Linked DNA regions of Gossypium arboreum: region 2 is linked to region 1. Evidence: chromatin contacts called from public Hi-C data. All regions are on one chromosome and are shown on one strand. The core of a region is the stretch at or near the end of the contact, and the rest is flanking DNA. Distances in the headings are between cores, read along the strand shown. Region 1 holds the start of LOC108486953 (serine/threonine-protein kinase RUNKEL-like). Region 2 holds the start of LOC108486162 (classical arabinogalactan protein 25).

Region 1 (4,232 bases), core at 956-3,455:
TAAGATTTTTTAATTTAAAGAATTCTAATTTGTTGCTTGTTCCCAATGAAAATTGATTCTTAGAAACTTATTGGCTAAAGTTGAGATTTAATGTCTTGCATTTCTGAAATGAATATGAGTCCATTCATCCACCATGTGGATGGTTTTGATATTATATGATTTTGGTAGATGTATCTACAAAATAATCAATTATGTGTTATCAACTTAGAATTTATCGTTTGCAAGATTGTTTGTTTAAATAATTAATTTCAGATAATGTAATTAAGACAATTTATCTTGATAGCACTGATGAGTTTATATATAAATCTTTTATTGATTGAGTCTGAAAATTTTTTGTAAAAATTTGTTATTTATGCGTATAATGGTTTAAAGAAATTATTGATTGAACGTCTCTAATTAATGGCTAAACCATTACTTACGAGGACTAAACTTTCTATTTCAACATAAGACTATTTTTTTACATATTGTACGCATCAAATCACTAAGTTATAAATACTTTCCATTATAATTGGTTTTTAATCAAGAGCTAAATATTTCTCATCTTTGAATTTTTGTATGTACATATATGTTCCAATTACTTCACCACAATGCACAAATATGAGTGAATCTTCAAAGAAAGTTGGGAATATATATTAATTACCAGCCTCTTTATATTATTATATGTTTTAAATTAGAGATTCAATTATGACATGATTTGTGATTATTATTTTGATTTGATAGTTTTTCTGACATTAGGGGGGAGAGAACTAATAACTTGTAATGAGTTAGGGGAAGAGTAATTTGAACCAGAAGCTCAACAAGGATAACTCATTACAAGTTCCAAGTATAAAAATTCTTATAAAAGAAAATAATAAATCTAGATCGTCATATAGTGAATATGGGTGTTCTAGAAGGGACTCAAGACATAACTAATAAGTAAAACTCTAGAAGAGATTCAAGTACCTAAAACTGAAGATTAAACTAGTGGAAATAAAATATCTCGATAAGTTATGTCAATTCAAGAAAATGTGGAATCGATAATAAAAGTGGTCGATAATAGTTTTTCATACAATATTATTGTTGAAATAATGAAATAAAATGAGAAGCTTGAATAAATCTATTGAAAAATACACACACACACACACACACACACATATATATATATATATATATGTAATATATTGTTCAAAATAGAAAACACAACACAAGTACAACTAAAATTGTGGAGTTTCTGGACCAGTAGTCGAAATATCTAAATGTATAAAGCCAATGAGGATATAAATGAAGTAGTTTTGCAAAATTAAAATAAAAATCCGAAGTTTTTCATTAAGTCCTGACATTGATTACGAAAAGATATAATATTCCTTTATTGTGGATGCAAAACCTTTAGATATATTATTAATCTGGTAGTTCATAAAAAATTTAACTTGCGTCTAATGGTTGTTGTTACAACATTTTATGAATCACTATATAATAAAGCTTATATTAAAATCCTTAAAGGATTTAGAATGCTAGACGTATATTAAAATTCTCGGGAAATTGTTCGTTTATATGAATTAAAATAATTTGAACATGATAAATTTGACTTAGTGAATAATAGTTAAAAGAGGATTATAAAATGATCCAAAATACTTATTTGTATTTCTATAGAAGAATCATAATTAAAGTTTGCTATGATTATTGTTAAAATTCTGAAAAGATCAAAATATATTTCCCTTAAAATTTTCCTTACTCATCATTTTCAAAAGAATGATGATATAAATGTTCATTTGAAAAGTTAGTATTCAAGATTGAATATGTAGAATATGAGATATTATGCGATGTTTTCATGAGGAGGAGTAAATACATGTTGTATTCTGTTTTGTTCAATCAATGTTTTGTTCTATTAAGTTTCCTGGTAAAGAATTTTAACAAGGCAACTTTTAACGAAGTGTTATAAATATATTATTAAGTAGATGTTTATTAAGATCAAAATACTTTTTATATATATAAATAGAGAGTTTGAAGAAACTTTGTAGATATTATGATTAATTAATAAAATACGCTATTTTTTGCGCTTCCATTATCTTATTATTTATTCTCTATTTATTTATTTTATAACATATATTTTAATTTCACCAAATAATTATTACATTTTTATTCTATTTTATTTCAACGAACTGAACATACTCTTTTATTTTATATTCTATTTCTACTTAACAATTATTATATTTTTACTCTATTCTATTTTGTAAATACGGGATATTGGTTGGATATGAGAGAAGGATTTTACATGCTGTAAATGCCGGATGGCATAGCACGGAATGAAGCGAGTATTTATGTATTCTCGTTTTTTGATTTTTAATTCACATTAATTTCCCGCTTATTTCTACAGTCTCGTCAGTTCTCTCTCCTTCATTTGACAGCAAAATCGCTAAAAGCCAATAATCCTCAATCTTTATCCCAAAATACCCTCCTCTGCTCTCCGAGAGTTTTCCGATCTCAACAATGAACCACTATCACATCTACGAAGTCATCGGTCGTGGCAAATACTCGGTAATAAATGCCTCTCATTCTCTCAGATTCCGGTGAAACTTTCGTCGCCGATTGAGTTCGTTTTCGCTACATTTTATCATTTTTTACTTATTTAAGTTCTCAATGGTTTTTTATAGACCGTGTATAAAGGAAGGAAGAAGAAGACGATTGAGTATTTCGCAATCAAAAGCGTCGATAAATCACAGCGGCACAAAGTTCTTCAAGAAGTAACTTGATTTTAAAAAAGAAAGTTTGATATGATTTGGATAATTAAGCCGATATTTATGTATTTTTAGCTTGTTTTTATTTGACAAGATCCTTGTTGAAGTTTATTTTTTGAATCTTTTGTAATTGTGGTTTATTTACAACTTCAGCTGCTAATTCTGCAATTTTAGCTTCCGTTTTTACTATTTTTGCCTTTTTTCTTCCAGGTTAGGATACTTCATTCATTAAATGATCCGTATATTCTAAAGTTTTACTCATGGTATTTTTTTCCCCAATTTAGATATTGGATTACTTGCGAATTTTTTTTGGCATATTTAAGGTTGTCTCGATTTTGTTACTTTGTGTATCAAGGTATGAAACTTCTGCACATTTGTGGTTGGTTTTGGAATACTGTACGGGCGGAGACCTCATGACCTTATTACGGCAGGTACTTCACGGATTACCTTTTCCCCCTTTTTCTAAATGTTTCAGTTCTTTAAGTAGCCTTCAAAAAAAAGTTCTTTTAAGTACGAAAGGAACTTTAGGATTTTCTTGTTCTCATTTGCTAAGATAGATTTGAGGATCTTGAATGCGGGTATGCTAGTTTAGGATTGCATTTATCATTTTTTTTTATGGATTTCAGGATGGTAAACTGCCGGAAGATTCAATTTATTTTTTGGCCTATGATCTTGTCCGAGCTTTGCAGTAAGCATCCTTTTTTTTTTCTCGTTTATTATTGCAGTTTGTGTATTGTATGTAATATGTTTTTGTTCTTCATTTAACACCTTTCGTAAGTTACTAATGGAAATATTGTTGTTATTAGATATTTACATTCAAAAGGAATCATTTACTGTGATTTAAAACCGTCAAACATCCTTTTGGACGAGAATGGCCATACAAAGGTATCTATCCCCTGTTACGAACATGCAATATTGAGTTGCTATTACCTACATCCTTTGCAATTGAGTTTCACCTTTTGGTATTCGTGCGATGCAGTTATGTGACTTTGCACTTGCTAGAAAGTTGAGTGATATATCTAAAACACCTTCTTCCATGGTAGGTTCTTGTAGGCGTTGTGGCATTCTGTGCCTATACATGAATTACATTGTCAATTTAATCTTCACTAGGTTATGGAAATCTTTTCAATTTCTTCTCCCTTTCTGAGTTGTTCATTGTTGTGCTTTCTACTATTTGCACTTGTTTAGCTGCCACAAGCAAAGCGAGGAACACCTTGTTATATGGCCCCTGAATTGTTTGAGGATGGAGGTGTCCATTCTTTTGCATCTGATTTTTGGGCCCTAGGTTGTGTGCTATACGAGTGTTATACAGGGAGGCCTCCTTTTGTAGGAAAGGAATTCACTCAACTTGTAAAATCCATTCTCTCAGATCCAACTCCTCCACTTCCAGGAAGTCCAAGCTCTTCTTTTGTCAATATTGTTAATTCTTTGCTGATTAAAGATCCAGCTGAAAGAATAAAATGGTTTGAGCTTTGTTTACATGCCTTTTGGAGGACAAAATTTTCTCTGGTAGCTTTC
Region 2 (4,005 bases), core at 1,118-3,617, 170 kb after region 1:
CTCAAATATTACAATTTTAAGTTTATTTTGATGACTAGTTCAGATACATTTGATTTATAGTTTTAAAGGATTTATAAACTAATATTAAATATCTTTAATTCAACAAAAAAATATAATGTAAATTTTAAATATACTAAAATTGTATACAAATATAAAATACTTACAATATAGTAAAATGTTGTTATAGAATGATAAGGATAAAGACCAAAATCATATTCAAGTTGTTTATCTTGAAAAGATTCAGACCGAACTTGAAAAAAGAAATAAATAAATTTAGAACTAAAGAAAACAAAAACAACTAAAAAAATTCAAGAATAAAAAATAAAGAGTCAAAGTATAGATAAATAAAGAAATCCAAAATTAAAATAATGAAGATGGATCAAATAAATCGATGGATATGAATAGAAGATAGTTGTTCAGCTGAACCCCTTTAAAATATAAATCTCAACAAATTTAATTAATGACTCTAATCAACCCTACAATAAATAATCCTTAACAAATTGAAGGATGAATAATGAATTCCCATGTCTCCTTAAAGAAAATCCAGAAGAAAAATCGTTTATAAAAATTACAAGAAAGCAATCTTGTACGAAAGAAATTAACTTCAAGAACTGAAAATTTTATTAATGAATGAATCAATGCTTTTAATGAATTATGAAGAGGATTTTATATAGGTTAACTGATTATATTCAAAAAAACTTTCAGGTATAATGAAACTCTAATTAATCTAAATAATAGTTTTAGTATAACTAAATTTTCTTGTTGAGTAAGAAATATAAAACTCTTAAACAACTTTAAATATTTAAAATATCCTAAAATTCAAATAAATAAATAATAAAATAATAAAACTTAATAGATAAAATATCGGTAATCATATATAATCAGAATTAGACATTAAACTCGAACTTAATATGCTTTAAACTTGAATTAAAACCTAAAATTCGTAATTTCTCGTAATAAATCGTCTAAAAACTTTGATCGCACAGTCTTTAGTAAAATGGTCATAACTTAAGCGTCTGGAGTCGAAATCGAATGATTCAAAGTGTGAGATAACTCTTCGAACGGTATGTAGACATCTCAACTAAAAAATGCTTAGATTCCATGCAAAAATTCATCGCAAGTCAATTGATCTTCCTAATTTGAAAATTAACAGCTTAATTAAATTAATTTTAATAAATTCTACCCCATCCATGCATGTATCTTAGCGGAGACTATTACAGAGATGGTTGATTGTATAATGTAAAATCAAATTAGTACAAAGAACAAGGGACAAAACTTGATTCAAATGGAGCGGTGGTTAAATTTCTTGCCAAACACCCATTTATCATGGATTCAAATAATGTTATCCCATCTTCTACTTGAATATTATATATAAAAATTAGATAAAATCCATATATAACATATACACAAAATGAAATAATTAAAGGTCCACACGTGTATAATAATTCAAATTTAAATATTTGTTTAAATGTATAATTTCTTATATTAGTAATTTTTTTTTGGTAAAATCATTTTTCTTGGATACCAGTTAAATCTTATATTAATAATATTTAAATGTATAATTTATTATGTTCATTATTTTTCAAAATGATCGTGTACCAGACTGTAGGGTTTTAACTTTTCAATACTATCATGAGGTGGGAAACAAACTTTTAGAGTAATTTAAACTTTCCTCAATTCAAACGAAAAACTAAAATAAATGAAAAGAAACCCTTACATGAGAAAAAAAGATTATTTCAAATTTTAAAAAATTGTTCTCACTTTTTTTAATTAAATTTGACCTTTTAATTTTTAAAATAATTAAATTTGACCATCAACTTGTTAAAAAGAATTAAATTATTGTTTCCTAATAAAAATATTAATTAAAATATTAAATTTTTAAACATAGTAGTTCGAATAACAATCTACATGTAGTTCATACTAATTTTTAAATTTTTATAAAATTTTTATATTTTTTAATTTTAAATAATTTTATTTTATATTTTAAAATTATTTATTGATATGACATATAAGACAAATAATATTATGTCAACATGATAATATATATGGAGTGATATACGGTTCTTATACCAACATTATTAAAAATTAACAATATAGTCAATATATACATTAAAAAATAATTTAACTCTTTTTAAAAAGTTAAATATTAAATTTAACTTAAAAAGAAAATAAAGAGTAAATTAATAAAATATATAAATATTAAAAGCGGGGTTTAACATTATTCCTATAAAAATTAAGCACAGTTGAAATTGATTAGCCAAAATATAAGGATTTGCCGAAGTCACGGGCTGTAAAGGAAGAATCATCAGCTAACGAACATGTCACACCAAAAAAACAAAAAATCACTAATCTTTTTTCTGTTGTCTTCTTTTCTACATTGCCAACCTGTATTTTCTCACCACTGACCCCTTGTAATTTGCCACGTTACAATTTGGGTCTCAATAGAGATACCCTTAGTCTTTCCTTTTTAAGGGACTCCATCATCACTCCCTACTGCCTCTTACCTAAAGCCTCACTCCTTTTTCTCCCACCTTTCCTTTTTGCTTTTCTTCACTACAACCCCTTCTTCATTTACCCACATATTATATATAACATTTGACACTCAACCTTGATTTCTTCATCATTAGGAAATGGCCTCCTTTTGCTTTCTCTTACTACCCATCATGATCATGTATTTCATTGCTTCATCACCTTTGCCATCTTTAGCTTCTCGGCTGAGTTCAGATACCCCAACGATATCAGCATCACCAGTATCAGTGTCGGATCCTCCATTGTCCCCTTTCCAACCATTATCACCTGATATTGCTCCTTTGTTGCCATCTCCTGGTGGAGTGGTGCCTACTAGTGGCTCATCGATGCCAACCATCCCTTCCACCCCAAGTCCCCCTAACCCCGACGATTTCATCGCCCCCGGTCCAACTTCCGCGTTCGAACCGTTCGGACCATTGCCGGTTTCTTCTTCATCTCCAATATTTTTGCTTTCGTCTCTACACTTGACAACTTTTTCGGTTCTGGTAGTACCTTACTGCTTACTGCACCTACTGTAAATTCATTTGTTGATTGTAATACTTTACTCTTTAATTTGCTCATCTTCCTTCATTTATTATTATTTTTTGTTTCAACTGCCATGGTGCATCATTATAATGTATCTAGCTAGCTACTGTAATAAAATCCGAACTACAGTGTATGATTGAGAATCATGAATCATGTGTTGTTCTTCGCTATTAAAGCTATCATGGCTTTTAAAATCCTTTAGTGAAAACTTTGAATTTTAAAATTTGGATTTAAATTTTAATAATGGTGTGAATTGAGTACTATTTATTTTATGCTTTACATAATAAATTAATCTCAATCTAAATCTAAATTTTAAACATTTATTTTCAAGTATTACATCAAATTTTAAAGAGAATGATATAGGAAAAATAGGGATGTTTATAATTCAGTTAAAATTGAATTAATCAACTAAATTAATTTAATTCGGTTAATTAATCGGAGGTCGATTAATAATTTTTAAAATTTTAATTATTAGTTAATTCAGTTCAAATCGAGTAATTAATCAAATTAAATAATTAACTGAATAAATAATATAAATTATATATAATTTTTAACTATTTGTTTAGTTGTTAACTTTTAAGATTTATGTAGTGTTTTTAATGTCTTATTTGTTATTTTCATTTCCATTTAATTTTTTTAAACTATTAAAAAAAGAAAATGAATATTAGTAATGTTTTTTTATATATTTTATACTTATTTTAATCAAAAATAAAAATATATAAATTTTGGTTAAGAGCAATTCGATTTTGGGTATTAATCGAACTTACCATTTGAACACCCTAAATAAAAGTACCATAGAAGTTCTTATAGTAGGAGTGAGATTACATTTTATACACTTTACTCAGAAAGAGATAAATTTGTTATTCTGTTAAAAATTTCATCAATTTCTATTATTAAAAATTGATCTTTATACATCAACATGACATACATGTAGCACATCACGTATTACTA

The links. Hi-C and Micro-C count contacts between places; a contact is called where the count stands out from the background.
Region 2: a Hi-C map of leaf shows a contact between it and region 1, with 2.6 times the contacts expected there. The contact joins the promoter of LOC108486162 here to the promoter of LOC108486953 in region 1. A contact is called at or near these places in 2 of 5 Hi-C or Micro-C datasets (both in leaf).

What each region holds. Positions count from the first base shown.
Region 1 is chr10:101,556,930-101,561,161 of ASM2569848v2, forward strand. LOC108486953 (serine/threonine-protein kinase RUNKEL-like) reads left to right here and starts at 2,206. Exons shown (of 11, transcript XM_017791122.2): 1 at 2,206-2,514; 2 at 2,631-2,720; 3 at 2,925-2,977; 4 at 3,070-3,145; 5 at 3,341-3,402; 6 at 3,521-3,599; 7 at 3,694-3,753; 8 at 3,903-4,232. The coding sequence starts at 2,467.
Region 2 is chr10:101,727,244-101,731,248 of ASM2569848v2, forward strand. It overlaps LOC108486162 (classical arabinogalactan protein 25), which reads left to right and starts at 2,368. Exons shown (of 1, transcript XM_017790037.2): 1 at 2,368-3,277. The coding sequence starts at 2,631. The coding sequence ends at 3,047.